2 separate regions of the Mus musculus genome follow, and region 2 is linked to region 1. A link is a contact called in public Micro-C data. All regions are on one chromosome and are shown on one strand. The core of a region is the stretch at or near the end of the contact, and the rest is flanking DNA. Distances in the headings are between cores, read along the strand shown. Region 1 holds the start of Trim67 (tripartite motif-containing 67). Region 2 holds the start of Tsnax (translin-associated factor X).

What was found. Hi-C and Micro-C count contacts between places; a contact is called where the count stands out from the background.
Region 2: a contact with region 1 is called in a Micro-C map of embryonic stem cells, with 2.2 times the contacts expected there. The contact joins the promoter of Tsnax here to the promoter of Trim67 in region 1. A contact is called at or near these places in 2 of 39 promoter capture datasets (liver and pre-B cells), 2 of 484 Hi-C or Micro-C datasets (both in embryonic stem cells), 1 of 115 datasets of contacts at active chromatin or transcription factors (embryonic stem cells) and 1 of 9 other capture datasets (adipose tissue).

The regions. Positions count from the first base shown.
Region 1 is chr8:124,789,320-124,797,249 of GRCm38.p6, forward strand. Trim67 (tripartite motif-containing 67) reads left to right here and starts at 3,700. Exons shown (of 10, transcript NM_198632.2): 1 at 3,700-5,586. The coding sequence starts at 4,582. It overlaps Gm46059 (a long non-coding RNA gene), which reads right to left and starts at 3,068. Exons shown (of 3, transcript XR_001778718.2): 1 at 1,985-3,068; 2 at 1,436-1,822.
Region 2 is chr8:125,010,028-125,017,957 of GRCm38.p6, forward strand. Tsnax (translin-associated factor X) reads left to right here and starts at 3,014. Exons shown (of 6, transcript NM_016909.3): 1 at 3,014-3,185; 2 at 3,483-3,587; 3 at 5,628-5,742. The coding sequence starts at 3,170.

The DNA of each region.
Region 1 (7,930 bases), core at 2,450-4,949:
GTGTTAATTACTAATGTGATTTGCACAACCATTCACCAAGAAGTGCCCCAGATAAAGGTGGGAAGAGAAGTGTGGGTCATTTGTTGAGTATTTCCTTTGTCAACATCAATATGTAAAAATACACGAATCTGAATACTTTGGGAGGTTGGAGGTGCCTACTCCCCATGTTGAAAGGACCAGACAGGGTTCTATGTGAGAATGTGGTTTCATACGGTTGAGAATTAGCCATGTGAATATTGTTACTTGTCCCAGCCGCTACAAAGCCCAGATTTTTAAAACACACTAGAAAGATAGGTGGTGGCGGTTCACGCCTTTAATACCAGCACTCAGAAGGCAGAGGCAGGCAGATCTCCGAGTTTGAGGCCCTAGCCCGGTCTACAGAGTGAGTTACAGGATAGCCAGAGCTGGGCTGGAGAGATTGCTCAGTGACTTAGAGCACTGGCTACCCTTACAGAGGACCCAGGGTCAGTTCCCAGCTCCCACAAAGTGGCTCACAACCAACTCTAGCTTCAGTTCCAGGGCATCTGATGTCCTTTTCTGGCCTCCATAGGCAGTGCATGCATATGGTAACACTTGAAGACATGCAGAAAAATCACTCATATACATAAAATAAAAATCTTTTTAAAAACACACTAGTAGTGTAGTGACTTGGGAAATGGATTATAATACTAATACTGGGTGAAATTTCTTTGTAAAAGTAATTATTGTTGTTGGTATTTGAGATAGATTGGAATTCGTTGTGTAGACCAGACTGGCTTCGAATTCACAGCAACCCTACACCATCAGTCTCTTGCTTCCTGGGATTACAGGTGTGGTGAGCCTCTAACTTTGAGTTGAAAATAATATTTTTTCTCTCATTACGGATGGTTGTGAGCCACCATGTGCTTGCTGGTATTTGAACTCATGACCTCCGAAAGAGCAGTCAGTGCTCTTAACCACTGAGCCATCTCACCTGCCCTGAAAATAATTTTTAAAGCAGGACCAATCACTTTTTAAAAAAAAAATTATGGATATGGGTAAGTGCATGGAGAGACTGGAGGTTCAGCTTTGTGAAGTTCTAGGCAGTTGTGAGCGATTCAGCCTGGGTGCTGGGAACTGAACCCGAGTCCCCTGCAGCAGCAGCAAATGCTTTTAACTCGTGTGTGTGTGTGTGTCTGTGTGTCTGTGTATGTGTGTGTAAGCACTTTCGTGGGAGTAAGAAGACAACTGTGTGGAGTTGGATCCCTCTGCCCATCTTTCCCTGGGTTCTAAGGCTCAAACTCGGGTTGCTAGGCCTACTCAGCAAAGGCTCCTCTCACGGGCCTCTACAGTGCACTCTGTGTGTACATAGGGCACTGCTGCAGCAGATAGGACTTTTAATAGGTGACAGTGAGAATCAGCAATGACTATGGCTATGCGTGAGAAGCACCCAGAGCAAGCTGGAACAGAGACTCACAGGCTGAAGGACAGGAAGCCTCCCTCCACGGGGCAGAGCCCAGGTCCCAGCCTTCCACACAGCTGAGCTGACTTGAGCTACAGAGCCATGGGGACTGAGGATGTGGCAAGATGCCCGAGTGTTCTGTTTTGAAGGAAAGCAAAAGAGGAAGTTTGCTTGTTTCTTTGTGGCTTGTCATGGTTGGTTTGTTTGCTTGTGGAGTTAGGGTCCCACTCTGTGGCCCAGGCTGTCTTCTCATCACCACTTTCCAAGTCCTCAGATTTCACGTGTCTGTTGCTTACTATAGGCCAAGCTAGGAGTGGTTTCACAGTATGTCTTGCATGTGCAGAGACACACACGCTTGGCTAAAAGTGCCACCCTGTCCAAGCCTAAGTAGGCTACCCAGGTCTGAAAAAGACAAAGAGAAACAGGAGTCACTTACTGTGCTTACTATAAAATCATGAGGTTTTTAAGAGATATGAATTCCAGTTGGTCCCAGGGCAGACTGAGCTGGGTAGCTGGGTTCAGCAGAAAGGATTTATTTATTTATTTATTTATTTACTTACTTACTTATTGATACAGGGTTTCTCTGTATACCCTGGTTCTCCTGGAACTCGCTCTGTAGACCAGGCTGGCCTCTAACTCAGAGATTCACCTGCCTCTGACTCCTGAGTGCTTGGATTAAAGGCGTGCACCACCACCTTCCAGCTTCTTGAAGAGCTTTCAATAACCCAAGTTGTGACTCTCCTAGACCTTAGGATCAATAGTGACTTTCTGAAGAATTTCTTTTTTTCAGTGTATTGCTGGCAGGACCAGGTGACTGAAGCTTCATCTACAGAGAGTGGATTAGGACAGTTGCCGCCTCCATACCCACCCCCACCCCCACCGTGCAGCACTGCTTCCTGAAGCAGGGCTAATTGGGATGTCCGGTTTAGCAGGAGCCTACCCTTAAACATGGAGCCAGACTTCTGTAAGCCATTCAGCTGAACTGAGATGCATAGAAAGTAGTCCAGAGCATTTACTGTAACAATTTGGCACGGACACATATATATATTGTTATAGTATTTTCCAGACTGGACAGGTGGAAGCAAGCTGCAGGACCCCGGAAGTCCTGTAAAGATATGGGCTTCACTGGGGTGCTTTGCAATGGCTTTCCTGGTGACCTCCCTTCCACCAGAGGTTCTATCCCTTAGGCACAGAGCCAGGCCAAGGCAGCTGCCTCATTAGTCTGTGGCTTCATTTCTCTCCTCCTGCTATCTTTCCAAATGCTGACAGTGGCTGGGGCCCTGCATTCCTTCAGCAGGAGTCTGCGCCACGGTTGCTGTTTTTTTTTTTTTGTTTGTTTCAGTTCAGCAGAGTCTTACTATGTAACACCCAGACTAGCTTGGAAATTACTATGTAGCCCAAGCTGGCCTTGAACTCATAGCAATCCTTCTGCCTAGGCCTCCCAAGTGCTAGAATTACAAGCACGAGCCAGCACGCTGACTGACACATCCTTTCTAAATCGACAATTTCCTTGTCTGTTCCAAGCCAGCTTGAATCGCACAGGAAGAGAGGGCCGCGTGGTGCGCATTTCGCTCCACGCGCTCTTCCCTTCCAGGGCTCGCCCTTAGCTCTATGCCCAGCGCGTACTTCCTTTCTCTGGGCAGCCGGCACTACCCAGCGCAGAACAGCGGGCAGACGGCAGCCAGGCGCGCGGGCGGCGACGTTGCAGGAAGCTCCCATTCATAAAGAGAACACCTGCTCGCTGCCTCCCGCCTCTCCGCACTCGCGAGCAGCCTGGGGAGGTTGTATTTGGCAACCTTCACCGTGTCCTCGCCAAGTCCTCCGGCCCTCATCTTCCACGACTAGCCCCAGTAGAACCAAGGAGACAAAAAAAAAAAAAAAAAAAGGCTTGTAAAAAGATGCATAAATCAAACCTCGCCCTTTGGCGCGAGGCTGTCCGACATTTTGTGCCTTGAAAGCTTTTTGCGGGGAGGAAATAGATTTAGGAACCGACTGTCGCGCTGTGTTGCGAGGCCTTTTTCAAGCGACTGGCCTTTTAGGGACCGCTGTTTACGCTTTCATGGTGGCGAGGAGTGGGCAGGGCGGGAGCTGGCCAGGGTTGCTCTGGCAAGCTGGGCGGGGCGCCGTGCTAATTCACCGTGCAGTCTCCATCCGTAACGGAGCAGTTCTCCACAATGATCCTCCCCACGAAGCCCTCCGACCCGCCCCTGACTGCCAGCCGCGAGAGGCGAGCCCTCATTCGCTGAGCTGACGCCTGGCTCCCCGCCCCCCGCCCCGTTACTCTCGCTCTGGAAATTACAACTCCTGGGCGCGCGGCACGGCGGGCGGGCGGGCGCGGGAGGCGGTGGGGCCGGGAGGGGGATTCCCGAGCCAGCGGGTGCTCGCCCCCCACCCGCCGCTGCAGCGTGGCGCGGCCAAGGTCAGGGGCGCTGCAGGAACCGGAGCCGGCGAGGCCAGCCTGGGACGCTGCTCAATACCGGCCTACGAGGAGGCAGCTCAGAGAGCAGCGGCCCGAGCAGCGGTACGGCGACGGTCTCCGGGCCGGGGGATGCCGAGGTGGCCGCGGCTGCACAGCAGCCTGGCGGAGGATGCGCGCGGGAGGGGGGACGGGCGCGGACTCCGGGCCCATCCTCTCGCGGGCGCTGTCCGCCGTCTGGTGGTGCTGAACCAGCCCTGGCCCCGCCACTCGGGCACTGGCCAAGAGCTGGGTAGGGGCGGGGCGCTCGCAGAAAGAAGACTCGGGGCAGCGGCGCTGCGGAGTCGGGCTCAGTAGCCTTGCTGGCTCACAGCAGCGGGTCACTGGTCCTTCGTGGAGTGGAGGCACGAGGTACCCCGGACGGCGCTACTGCTGCCTATTCAACACCTGGACAACCTCGGAGGCCACCGCGAGGGCTCCCCGCCACCTTCAGACGGCTGCCTCCGGTGAGGGAGCCTCGCCTTCAGGAGGTGAGGACCCCTCCTTTCTCTGGCGGCCAAGCGTCTTAGGGCGGTGGCCTGAGGACAGAGAGGGGGCGTGCCACCCTCGGGTGAAGACAGCATGCCCGTGAAATACCCCCGCCTCCTGACTCAAGAGCGCTGACATCGCCAGCCCAGCTGCGCTTGTCTTCGGAGCCTTGACCATTCTTGGCTGGTCCCGAGCGGCTCTGGCCGCGGGCGCGGCGATGGAGGAGGAGCTGAAGTGCCCAGTGTGCGGATCCCTGTTCCGGGAACCCATCATCCTGCCCTGCTCTCACAATGTCTGCTTGCCGTGCGCCCGCACTATCGCGGTTCAGACCCCGGACGGCGAGCAGCACCTGCCCCCGCCGCTCCTTCTTTCGCGAGGTGCCGCCGCCGCCGCAACCCCTCCGGATCAGGACGCAGCCGCCGGCGCGACCAGCGGAGGCGCGGGAGCTAACACAGCCGGAGGCCTAGGCGGCGGGGCGACCGGTGGCGGAGACCACGCGGACAAGCTGAGCTTGTACAGCGAGACTGACAGCGGCTATGGCTCCTACACCCCCAGCCTCAAGTCCCCCAATGGAGTCCGCGTGCTGCCCATGGTGCCTGCGCCCCCGGGCTCTTCGGCCGCCGCGGCCCGAGGCGCCGCCTGCTCCTCGCTCTGCTCGTCCTCCAGCTCCATCACCTGCCCGCAGTGCCACCGCAGCGCCTCCTTGGATCACCGCGGCCTGCGAGGCTTCCAGCGCAACCGGCTACTGGAGGGCATTGTGCAGCGGTACCAGCAGGGCCGTGGGGTTGTTCCGGGGGCGGCTGCAGCCCCGGCGGTGGCCATCTGCCAGCTGTGCGACCGCACCCCACCGGAGCCGGCAGCCACTCTCTGCGAGCAATGCGACGTGCTCTATTGCGCCACCTGCCAGCTCAAGTGCCACCCGTCCCGGGGCCCCTTCGCTAAGCATCGGCTAGTTCAGCCACCGCCGCCGCCCACACCCCCAGAGGCTACCCCTGCTGTTACAGGCACTTCCACTGCCTCCAGCGCAGGAGGATGCAGGAGCCCAGGGGGTGCCGGGGCCAGCGCGCCGCGAAAGTTCCCCACATGTCCCGAGCACGAGATGGAGAACTACAGCATGTACTGCGTGAGCTGTCGGAGCCCTGTGTGCTACATGTGCCTGGAGGAAGGCAGGCACAGCAAGCACGAGGTGAAGCCGCTGGGGGCAACGTGGAAGCAGCACAAGGTGAGCGTCGGCTGTGCGGAACGCCAGCCAGGGTGGAAGAAAAGAGATTCTCTGAACCCCTTCTTGGTGGGCTTGAGGGCCAAACAGGAATCACTCCATCCATCCATCCATCCATCCATCCATCCAATCCATTCGTCCGTCCGTCCGTCCACACACACACACACACACACACACACACATCCGTCCTTCCATCTACCCACATGTTCATCATTCCATCGATCTATGTATGCATGCATCCATCTATCCATACACTGGGCATGGGTATCCACCCATGCTTCCATCCAATCCTTCGTGCATTCATTCACCTATGTATGCATACATCTGTCTATCATGGATCTATATGAATGCATGCATGCATGCATCCATCCATACATACATACATCCATTCAAGGATCCCAGCAGTCACTATCTGACCAAGACTCAGTGGACCACGTGCTCTGCACTGGGTATCAGATTGGTAGGTTATGAAAACGACTTGTTAAGTTTCCTTTCTGAGGCAAAGGGTTCCCGAAGCACAGAAGCAGGGCTCTCACCCAAAGTCTAAGGCACACTGTCAGAGCTCCCTCCCCCCTTGTAAGTGAGAGACAGGTTTAAGAGTGAAACTGTTACCCGCTGGCCATAGGAACCCACCTGAAGTCTTCCTTAAATCCATTGCCAAGGCCGGGAGAGAGCACCCCTGCTCAAGAACCCTAGAGCCTTGTCCTTCTTCCACCGTAGACTCCATCAGCTTTGCCTCACTGAACAGATAAAGCTTTCCCCTTTTCAACTTCCAGAGAACTGTCTCCTCTTTCACTTAGTCCCCAGCTAGTTCTATGCCCAGAATTCCTCTAAACCTGTAGAGAAAGGCAGTGTCTCTTGGGCTATGGAAGAGATTGGGGACGTCAGGGGGTGTCCTTCCAGGAAAAAAGTGTGATTTTTCTCCAGAGCACTTCTCTTGCCTCAGGCTCTGCTACTGGAGCTGTGGAAGAGATGCAGACCAAAGAGATCAAGCACATCTGCCTACAGCCTACCCTCCTGGGCACTGGCCTCGGGTAGTGCTACTGTTAGCTACTTAGACCTGGTACTTTGCTCTTTGCTCTCTTCTTCTTCTTGAGCTGTGACAGTCTGCCTGGGCCCTTCACCAGCCTACAAGACAAGGTCAGGGCAGTTCCTCATCTGACATTCTATCCGGCACCCTTGTGCGACAGGCCTTGATGTCTCCTTAGACGAGCAGGTTAGAGTCACTTGTTCATGGTGCATTTCACACACCCCTCCTTCAGAAACCCACCCTGGAAGGTGTAAGAGGTGCCAAGACTGTCCAACAAGAACTATTGCCTGCAGTTACACAGAGTAGAGCCGCAGGAAAATAAGGCAGCTTGCTAAGTGCGTGCAAACAGCCCAGAGCAGCCAGATAGAGATGTGGCTTTCCTGTGTTTTCTTTATAGACTTTCATCTCCTACAATAAACATATGTTGCTATGATAATTTAATATTTAGGGAAGTTTTTGTGTGTGTGGTTTTTTTAAGATCCTCTTTTACTTACGGTATGGTTCAGGCTGGCATGGAACTCACTACCACCCTCCTTCTCAGCCTCTTGAGTGCTGAGGTTACAGATGTGAGCCGTAACACACGGCTACATTGTTTTAAATGAAAAGTATAGGGGGAAAAAAAGTAACTAGAGAACTCTTTGCAACTCTATGTTGGAGAAGGAAACCTGTTCAATGTCCTAGTGTGGGGACTCTCAGCAGGGATAATGTGCCTTACACCCAGCTTCTCCGGGCACTCTGAAAGGTCTGGCAACACTAGTGATCCTACAGTACAATTGAGAATCCATCTCCCTGCCATGAACTGCACCCCTGCAGAGAAACTCTTCTGTGGGGTCCCACAGCCTTGGTTCCATACCTCAGCCTTGCATGTTACTAGCTGTGTGTGCTTAAGCTACTTTGAAAACTTTGAACCCACCGTAAGTAACATTGAACTTGGACTCTTGTGGGAAGGGGTAAGTATCATCCTCTGCATAATCCCCTGTGTGGGACTCAAGCCATTAGGTGTTATTTACTGTTTTATGGTATTTATGCTTAACCCATGGATTTGTGGAAGGCTACGGGGGCGGTGGGGGCAGCACCCTGTTCTTTCAAGCCTCGTTGGCTTGGAGAAAGTAGCAGCTGGTGACTGTCAATATATTTTTCTGAATTTATTTCAGTTTAATTGGTATGCTTTTATAAGCTTACAGCTGTTGTTCTGTGTGTGTGTGTGTGTACACGTCTGTGTGCCATGATGCGAGTGTGTTGGCATGAGAACAACTTTTAGGAGTTGGTTCTCTCCTGCCACCTGGGTTCCTTGGATGGAGCTTAGTTAGGTCGTCA
Region 2 (7,930 bases), core at 1,764-4,263, 220 kb after region 1:
ATGAGTTGGTAGGTGCATGCCTGAAACACACTTTGGATCCCTCGAGTACCTTGCAAATGTTATGGTTCAAAGGTCAGGGGTGTGGCTAGTTGGCAGAATGCTATGTTAGCAGGTGTGAAGCCCTTGGCTCAGTCTTCAGAAGAGAAAGAAGTTAAGTGAATAACTCAGCCGGAAGCACAGAGTCAGGCTGCGGGGGGTGGGGGGGGCACATCTGTAATATCAGCACTACAAGAGGCAGCAGGAATATCTGAGCTCAGACTGATCTTACATGGCAAGTTTGGGGCCAGCTTGTGCTACATATCAAGACCCTGCTTAAAACAAAACAAAACAAAACAAAAAAGACAGAATCACCATCATCATCAACAACAACAAAACGAGCTGCCAGTGCTGTTACACTCAAGTCTGTAATCCCAGCATTTAGGAGGTAGAAGTCCTAATGAAAGATCAGTTCAAGGTCTTTCTCAGCTATACAGCGAGTGTGAGACCAGCCTGGGCTGTGTGAGATCCTCCATTTCAAAATGCTAAACTGTTAAACTGAGCAAACCCAACTCCCCAAGCTCCCAACCCCAACCCAAAGCTATCACTCAAGATAATTTACCACAATCCCATCCCCAGTTTATGGAATAGCTATGTGAAGGAGAAGAAATCAGCTCTGAGCCCCTGGTTTGTGATTCCTCCAGCACCTAAAACTAGATATTTGATATATCTCATGTAAAGGATTATACAGAATAGCAGGTACCTCCTAAAGGCTTTGGCTTTGGTCAGAGAGACAGAGACTAGTACAACAGAGGGAGGGGCGTCACTCCAAATTTAAGACCTTTTAGAGGAACCCTCCGCTCCTTGACTTGGGTTGGTAATGATCCTGTAAAAACAAACAAACAAAAAAAAACTGTTTTACCAACACTTTGTGTTTGTGATTGAAACAATAAAACCAGGAGACAAGGAAAGGATTCTGGGAAGGAGTCTCCTTGCAAGGGGCCAGGGAAGCTGAAAGAGGTGTAGCTAGCTGGGAGACTGGGGAGGCCTGGGGTTAAGTACATATGTAAATAAGTGCTGGGAAAATGCCCAGGGGATTCACCTCCATTAAAAACTCCCAAGAGGTCATTATTAAAAGTGATGAAACCCTTGCTCTATGGGAAGCCGTGGAAAAACATGCTCAGGTGGCAGAGCTGTAGCTGAGGCAGGGAGGGGCTGCAGGAGGAAAATGATGAGTCAGGTACTGGGAGAGAAGCCTTGAGAGCTGTTTTGGGAGTTAGAAAGCATACACTTCCAGTGTATGGTAAATTAGTATGAACGGTGAGATGGTCCCAGCTACTGCTGTTCTTGAATCCCGGGGGACATTAGAGTAAGACATTGATATCCTAGGAGGTTTTTTTTTTTTTTTTTTTTTTTTAAAGCATGGTCAGGTCATATTTTGGTTGTTGTTTTTGCTCATGCATGTGTCTCATGCATGCATGTATTGAGTGTGTGTGTGTGAGAGAGAGAGAGAGAGAGAGAGAGAGAGAGTAATAGCAGATATCGTTCCCCAGGTGTTCTTCACCTCTCAGTTTTTAGAGACAGGGTCTCTCACTGGCTCAGAACCTCTAACCTGCTAGCCAGCAAGCCCCAAAGATCTGTATCTCTCCATCTCCTCAGTGATGTTCTATATGGGTTCTCGGTGATACTTGGGTCCTGTATGCCTGCAGGGCAAGTACTTCACCTACTGAGCAATCCCTGTAGCCCCACATCGTCAAAAATAGTGGAATACTGGTTTTGTGTGTCAACTTGACACAAGCTGGAGTTATCACAGAGAAAGGAGCCTCCCTTGAGGAAATGCCTCCATGAGATCCAGCTGTAAGACATTTTCTCAACTAGTGATCAAGGGGGGAGGGCCCAGCCCATTGTGGGTGGTGCCATCCCTGGGCTAGTGGTCCTGGGTTCTATAAGAAAGCAGGCTTAGCAAGTCAGAGGAAGCAAGCCAGTAAGAAACACCCCTCCATGGCCTCTACATCAGCTCCTGCCTCCAAGTTCCTTCCTGTGTGAGTCCCTGTCCTGATTTCCTTTGGCATGAATAACGATGTGGAAGTATAAGCTGAATAAACCCTTTCCTCCCCAACTTATTGGTCATGTTTTGTGCAGGAATACAAACGCTAAGACAACTGGTGAATGTGGGCTCAGAAGTCACAGAAATTCAAGATGGTTATGTGTCCAACATTCATCCATTGTTGTTCCCCCACAGCCTTTTCATGCAGGACTCTGCCCAAACCATCTAGCTTTTTGCTGATTCAATGGTGACAGCTTATGGCCTGATTTTTGAGCTGGGAGACCCTCCTGTGATGCTGTTGTGGCCTTGACTTCACTGGCTAATTCTACGTATATCATTTCCATAAGTGTGTCTGTTCCTAAGTTAACAAGAACAGACTGTGTGACTAAAATGTCTGTAACATGCACATGGCTGAACTTGACTCAAGATGTTGGGCTTTGTTCAATAAGTAATCTTAATTGAGCATGGTCTCTAATGGGCTGCTGGAAGCCTCAAAGGAATGGTACTAGCTAGGTGAGGTAGCATGTGCTCAAACAACAGCCTTAGGGCTTGACAATGTGACCAAACTTTCCATCTATTCCAAAGCTGCTTCTCTTCGAAGACCTTGCGACACTTCCAGGTGCCACGCACCCAGCACATGCCAAGGGCATGCATGGACGCAGGAGGCTGCTCAGAGAGGCGAGGGGACAGGAGGCCGCTGCCCGCGACAGGACTACACAGCTCAGGTAGGCACTCAACGGCTTGCACCACAACCTGGCACACCGGAAGCATGCGCGACTGAGAGAGAGCGCCGGGTAGGCACTTGGACGTGGGAGAAGCCGGGACACAGACCGGAAGTATGTGCAGCACAGGGAGCGCGCCGGGAGCCCGGCCGGAAACGTGCGCTGCTGCAGGAGCGCGCCCGCCCGCATGCCCGCCCAGGCGGTGTGGGACACGGGCCGGAAGTGTGTGCGGCCGAGGGGACTCCGCGGCGGACGCAGCTCCCGGCTGAGGCTGCGTGAAGGATCCGCTTCCGGCGGCCGCCTACTGCGACCAGGGTGGTGTGCGCTGTCACCCACGGGCTCAGCGCGGCGTCCCGCGACGGCCTTTCGCTGAGCTGGCCCGGCGGCTGCGATCCCTGCGCGTGCAAGCCGAGGCCCCGCGGCCATGAACGGCAAAGAAGGTGCGGGGCCGGCGCGTGGAGGGGAGGGGCTGGCAGGGCCTGGCCCCTGTGCTCGGCTGTCACCGTGCCATCCATCGCACGCCCCCAGGGGACCCTGCGGACCGACCCAGAGCGCAGCCGGGTGCCTGGGGTCTCAAGCCGCGTTTTGTGCGACCCCTGCACCAGTGCACGAGTTTGGGGACCTGTGTGTGGCTGGAGAGGTCGAGCCCTGTGGGTACCGGGGGACGAAGGGGATAGCCTGGGCTGTGCTAGCGCGGCATCGCAAGGGCTCCATCCATCTCTTCTTTTCTGCCTAAGGACCAGGAGGGTTCAGGAAGAGGAAGCATGACACCTTCCCACATAACCAAAGGAGAGAGGGGAAGGATGCCAGTTTGTCTTCGCCGGTGATGCTGGCCTTCAAATGTAAGTTTCCATTAGGAGAATTAGAACCATAACCGTAACAATCGTGTCGCCGTAGTGTTCGGGTGTGGGGTCGGTTAGGGAGCCTTTAGTCCATGCCGATGTAAGGCTTAGTTTTCCTGAATGTTTCGTGTTGGTGCTAGGTCTGCCCAGAAAAAAAAAAAATCTGTATTCTAAACATTCCGATATCAGGATAACTTGACCAAGTTAATAGAACAAGAATACCAGTGTACATGTATGTACGAGATTCACTAATAGTTCCTGTTCTATGCAGAGTGCTACCTCAAAATAAGTCTTGCCAGTCTAGTAACCAATCTAACACACTCTAAATATAAATATATGTGCTAGTAAATGGTAAGTGTGAAGATGATGTTACATACAGAACAGTTGGTAAGAATGTGGCAGATATTTCCATATTATTTAACATTTAATGCTTTTTATGTGGGACTTTTTACTGTTTACTAATGTTAATATAGGCCACCATAGTCAAGGGCTTTGGGATATAGATGTTTGCCACTTTGCATTTGCTAAAAGTAACGCAAAGTAAAAACTGCTTCATATTTAGGAAGAAAGAATTAGGTTGCACCTTGTAAAGAGAAGGGTCCCAGCTAATGTGTGGACAGTTTTGTTTTTGTTTTTGTGTTTTTTTCTTTTTTGTTTTTGTTTTTTTTTTCGAGACAAGGTTTCTCTGTGTAGCCCTGGCTGTCCTAGAACTCACTCTGTAGACCAGGCTGACCTCGAACTCAGAAATCCACCTGCCTCTGCCTCCCAAGTGTTGGGATTAAAGACGTGCGCCACTCCCCCCCCTCCCTCTTCCCGGCTAATGTGGACAGTTTTAAAAGAACATAGCACCTACAGTGGTCTTCATGAGTGTGAGGAAACCAGGTAAAATTGACATGGCTGAATACTGAATGAAGCAAGCTGGTCGTTTCCCACATATTTGCTGTTTTCCTGTTTCTTTCTCTCATAGGTGGATAGTTCTTTGAGCTTGGATTTGTTTCTGACTTAGTGCTTTCATTACCAGCCCAGTGGACCATGTTCTCTTTGATACCCAGCTCAAGTGACTCCTTGGACACGATGGTTACTTTCATTCACTTCCCATCTGTATTGTCTGGTTTTGTGTCAACTTGACACAAGCTGGAGTTATCACAGAGAAAGGAGCTTCAGTTGAGGAAATGCCTTCATGAGATCCAGCTATAAGGCATTTTCTCAATTAGTGATCAAGAGGGGAGGGCCCTTGTGGGTGGGACCATCTCTGGGCTGGTAATCTTGGTTCTATAAGAAAGCAGGCTGAGCAAGCCAGGGGAAGCAAGCCAGTTAGTAACATCCCTTCATGGCCTCTGCATCAGCTCCTGCTTCCTGACCTGCTTGAGTTCCAGTTCTGACTTCCTTTGGTGATGAATAGCAGTGTGGAAGTGTAAGCTGAATAAACCCTTTCCTCCCCAACTTGCTTCTTGGTCATGATGTTTGTGCAGGAATAGAAACGCTGACTAAGACACCATCCATTCACTCATGGGATGTTACCTTTCCCTTAGCCCTTTCCTATGTATTTATATCATTGTTATATTTTATTTAATTACTCATTATTTATACCTGTGTCTCTTTGAGGCTAGGAACTCTGTTTCATCCAACTTTGAATTTATTATGTCAGACAAAATCCAGAGGCCATCATCACTATCATCAATGTTATTCCTGAGATAGGGTTGTATTAGCCTATCTGATAGTGTTACTGTGAAGATGATAGTGAGGTAGCTTGTTGTATTTATTTACAAACCAGTGCCACTTTAAAACACTTTACAGATGTTTCTGAAAACTCCCAGGGATTCCAAAGTTCTGTGGTTTTGTGTATCCTGGATAGGATAGTGTGCAGTTACTCTGTTTTGAGAATTAGTGTCCTGACCACTGCGTTCTGCTTGTTAAGCCTTCCATGGAGGGGGGTGACTACATCGTTGGCTGCGTCCGCCTTGTGTCATGTGTTCTTCCTGTCGCTCGGCTGTCCTGAGGAAAGAGTACACATGCTCATGGTATCGTAATGTGTTCTAGCATTTCAGCAGGAGCTGGACGCCAGGCACGACAAATATGAGAGACTCGTGAAGCTAAGCCGGGATATTACTGTGGAGAGTAAGAGGACAATTTTTCTTCTCCATAGGATTACAAGGTGGGTAAACGTTTGATTGGTTGTTTGAAGGCTGCTGCGGTGGCTTAGCGAGTAAAGGAGCTTCTCTCTCACCAAGCGTGGCCGCCTGGGCTTCTCACCAAGCGTGGCCGCCTGGGCTCCTCACCAATCGTGGCTGCCTGGGCTTCTCACCAAGCATGGCCGCCTGGGCTTCTCACCAATCGTGGCCGCCTGGGCTTCTCACCAAGCGTGGCCGCCTGGGCTTCTCACCAAGCGTGGCCGCCTGGGCTTCTCACCAAGCGTGGCCGCCTGGGCTTCTCACCAATCGTGGTTGCCTGGGCTTCTCACCAAGCGTGGCCGCCTGGGCTCCTCACCAATCGTGGCCGCCTGGGCTTCTCACCAAGCGTGGCCGCCTGGGCTTCTCACCAATCGTGGCCGCTTGGGCTTCTCACCAAGCGTGGTTGCCTGGGTTGGGTTTCTGGATAGGGTTAGTAAAAGAGAATGGACTCCTGAAAGCTAGCCTCTTCCCTCCATACACATCCTGGATTAGAAGAGCATGCATGCAAACAACACACACATACACACACACACACACACACACACACACACACATACACACACACACAAATAGGGTACTGACCTCCACACACACATTAAACAAAGAGCATGCACATACACAAATGCACCCATATGTAAATATAATTTAAAAAAATAAAAATGGATTTTCTGATACATTGTAGTTACACGTTTTATATCTCAGCAGATAGTAAGTAACAGATATTAGAATATATTCTGAATTTTAAACAGTATCAGCTAATCCTAGCAGCAGCATTTAAAGTTAGGATTTGGGGCTGGAGCTCTCTCAGTGGTTAAGAGCACTGGCTGCTCAGTCCCTAGCACCCATACCGTGGCTCACAGCCACCTGCAGCTCTAGTTCTAGGGCATCTGACGTCTTTTTCTGGTCTCCATGGGCAAGTGCACAGCTGGTGCAGAAATGTAAATGCTGGCAAACCCCCATAAACATAAAAATATTAAAATTAATTTTTGTTTTTAAATGTGTTTGTATATGTCTGTGGATATTTGCACAAGGGTGTCACATCTCTGGAGTTGCGTGCCACTCTGCATGAGTGCTGGGAAGTGAACTCTGGTCCTCTGTAAAAGTAGTGTGTACTCCTAAGTGCTGAGCCGTCTCTCAAGTTCCCAAAAGCAATATTTTAAAAATAGGAGGGAAAATTCTTTCTTTTATCTTACCTAAGGACTTCATACTGTGTTTGGATCATTTATTTATATATAATATAATATAATATATATATATATAGTGCATTTATGTATACTACATGATATGTATAAGGATAGTCTGAAAAAATATGCTAAATTTTGGATTATGTTTTAGAGCCTATTACATTAAAGGATCAGATGATTTATAAATTAGATGTGAAACTATGGTTAATTTCTCATTCAGTTTTCGACTCATTGCATACCTGTGTGTTTCTGGTTCTTGTTCCTGTTGTAAGATAGTGTGTCTGCTTTTGCATTCTTACAGTGTGCTGTGCTGCCGCTGCTCAGCTCTTTAACAGCTTCTCTTTGAGCCGTGGCATTTCTTGCTTTTCGTTTTCTCTCTCCAGGGGGACTCTCTTGGTTTTCTGGGGAGGTTTCCTCTGGTGTCTGGGCTGGAAGAACTGCAGAGCAGAGCAGAGCAGAGCAGAGCAGAGCAGGCAGTGGGTTGGAGCCCTGAGGACTCAGGGATGCTCAGCCTGCAGAGCTTTTCATCTCCGCACTCTTTCTGCTTCTCTATCCTGTGTGGGGCAGAGAGTGTCTGCTTCAGCCTTTGTCTGCCTCCAGCTCCCCAGGATGAAGGCCAGGCGCCTCTAGGGAGGTGGATGTATCTTTGTTTAGTGAAGAACAGATGTAATTCATTGCATTTTTACTATTCAAAATATTTTTGAAGCATTCCGTTCCAATAACTTAAAATTCTTTGATTTTTTTTTTGCGTGGTGATTGGACCCAGGACCTTGCACATACTGGCAAGTACTATCTTATTTTAACTACAATTTCATTTCTGGCCATTGGCTCCATTGTTCATTGATTTTCTTTTTTGAGACAGGATCTTATAATCCTGTGTCCACCTTCTAAGTCCTGTGATTAGAGACATAAAACCACATCAGCTTCCTTTAAAAACAAAGCAGAACAATGCTATATCTACTTTTAAGCTGGATTTCTTGTTTCTCTT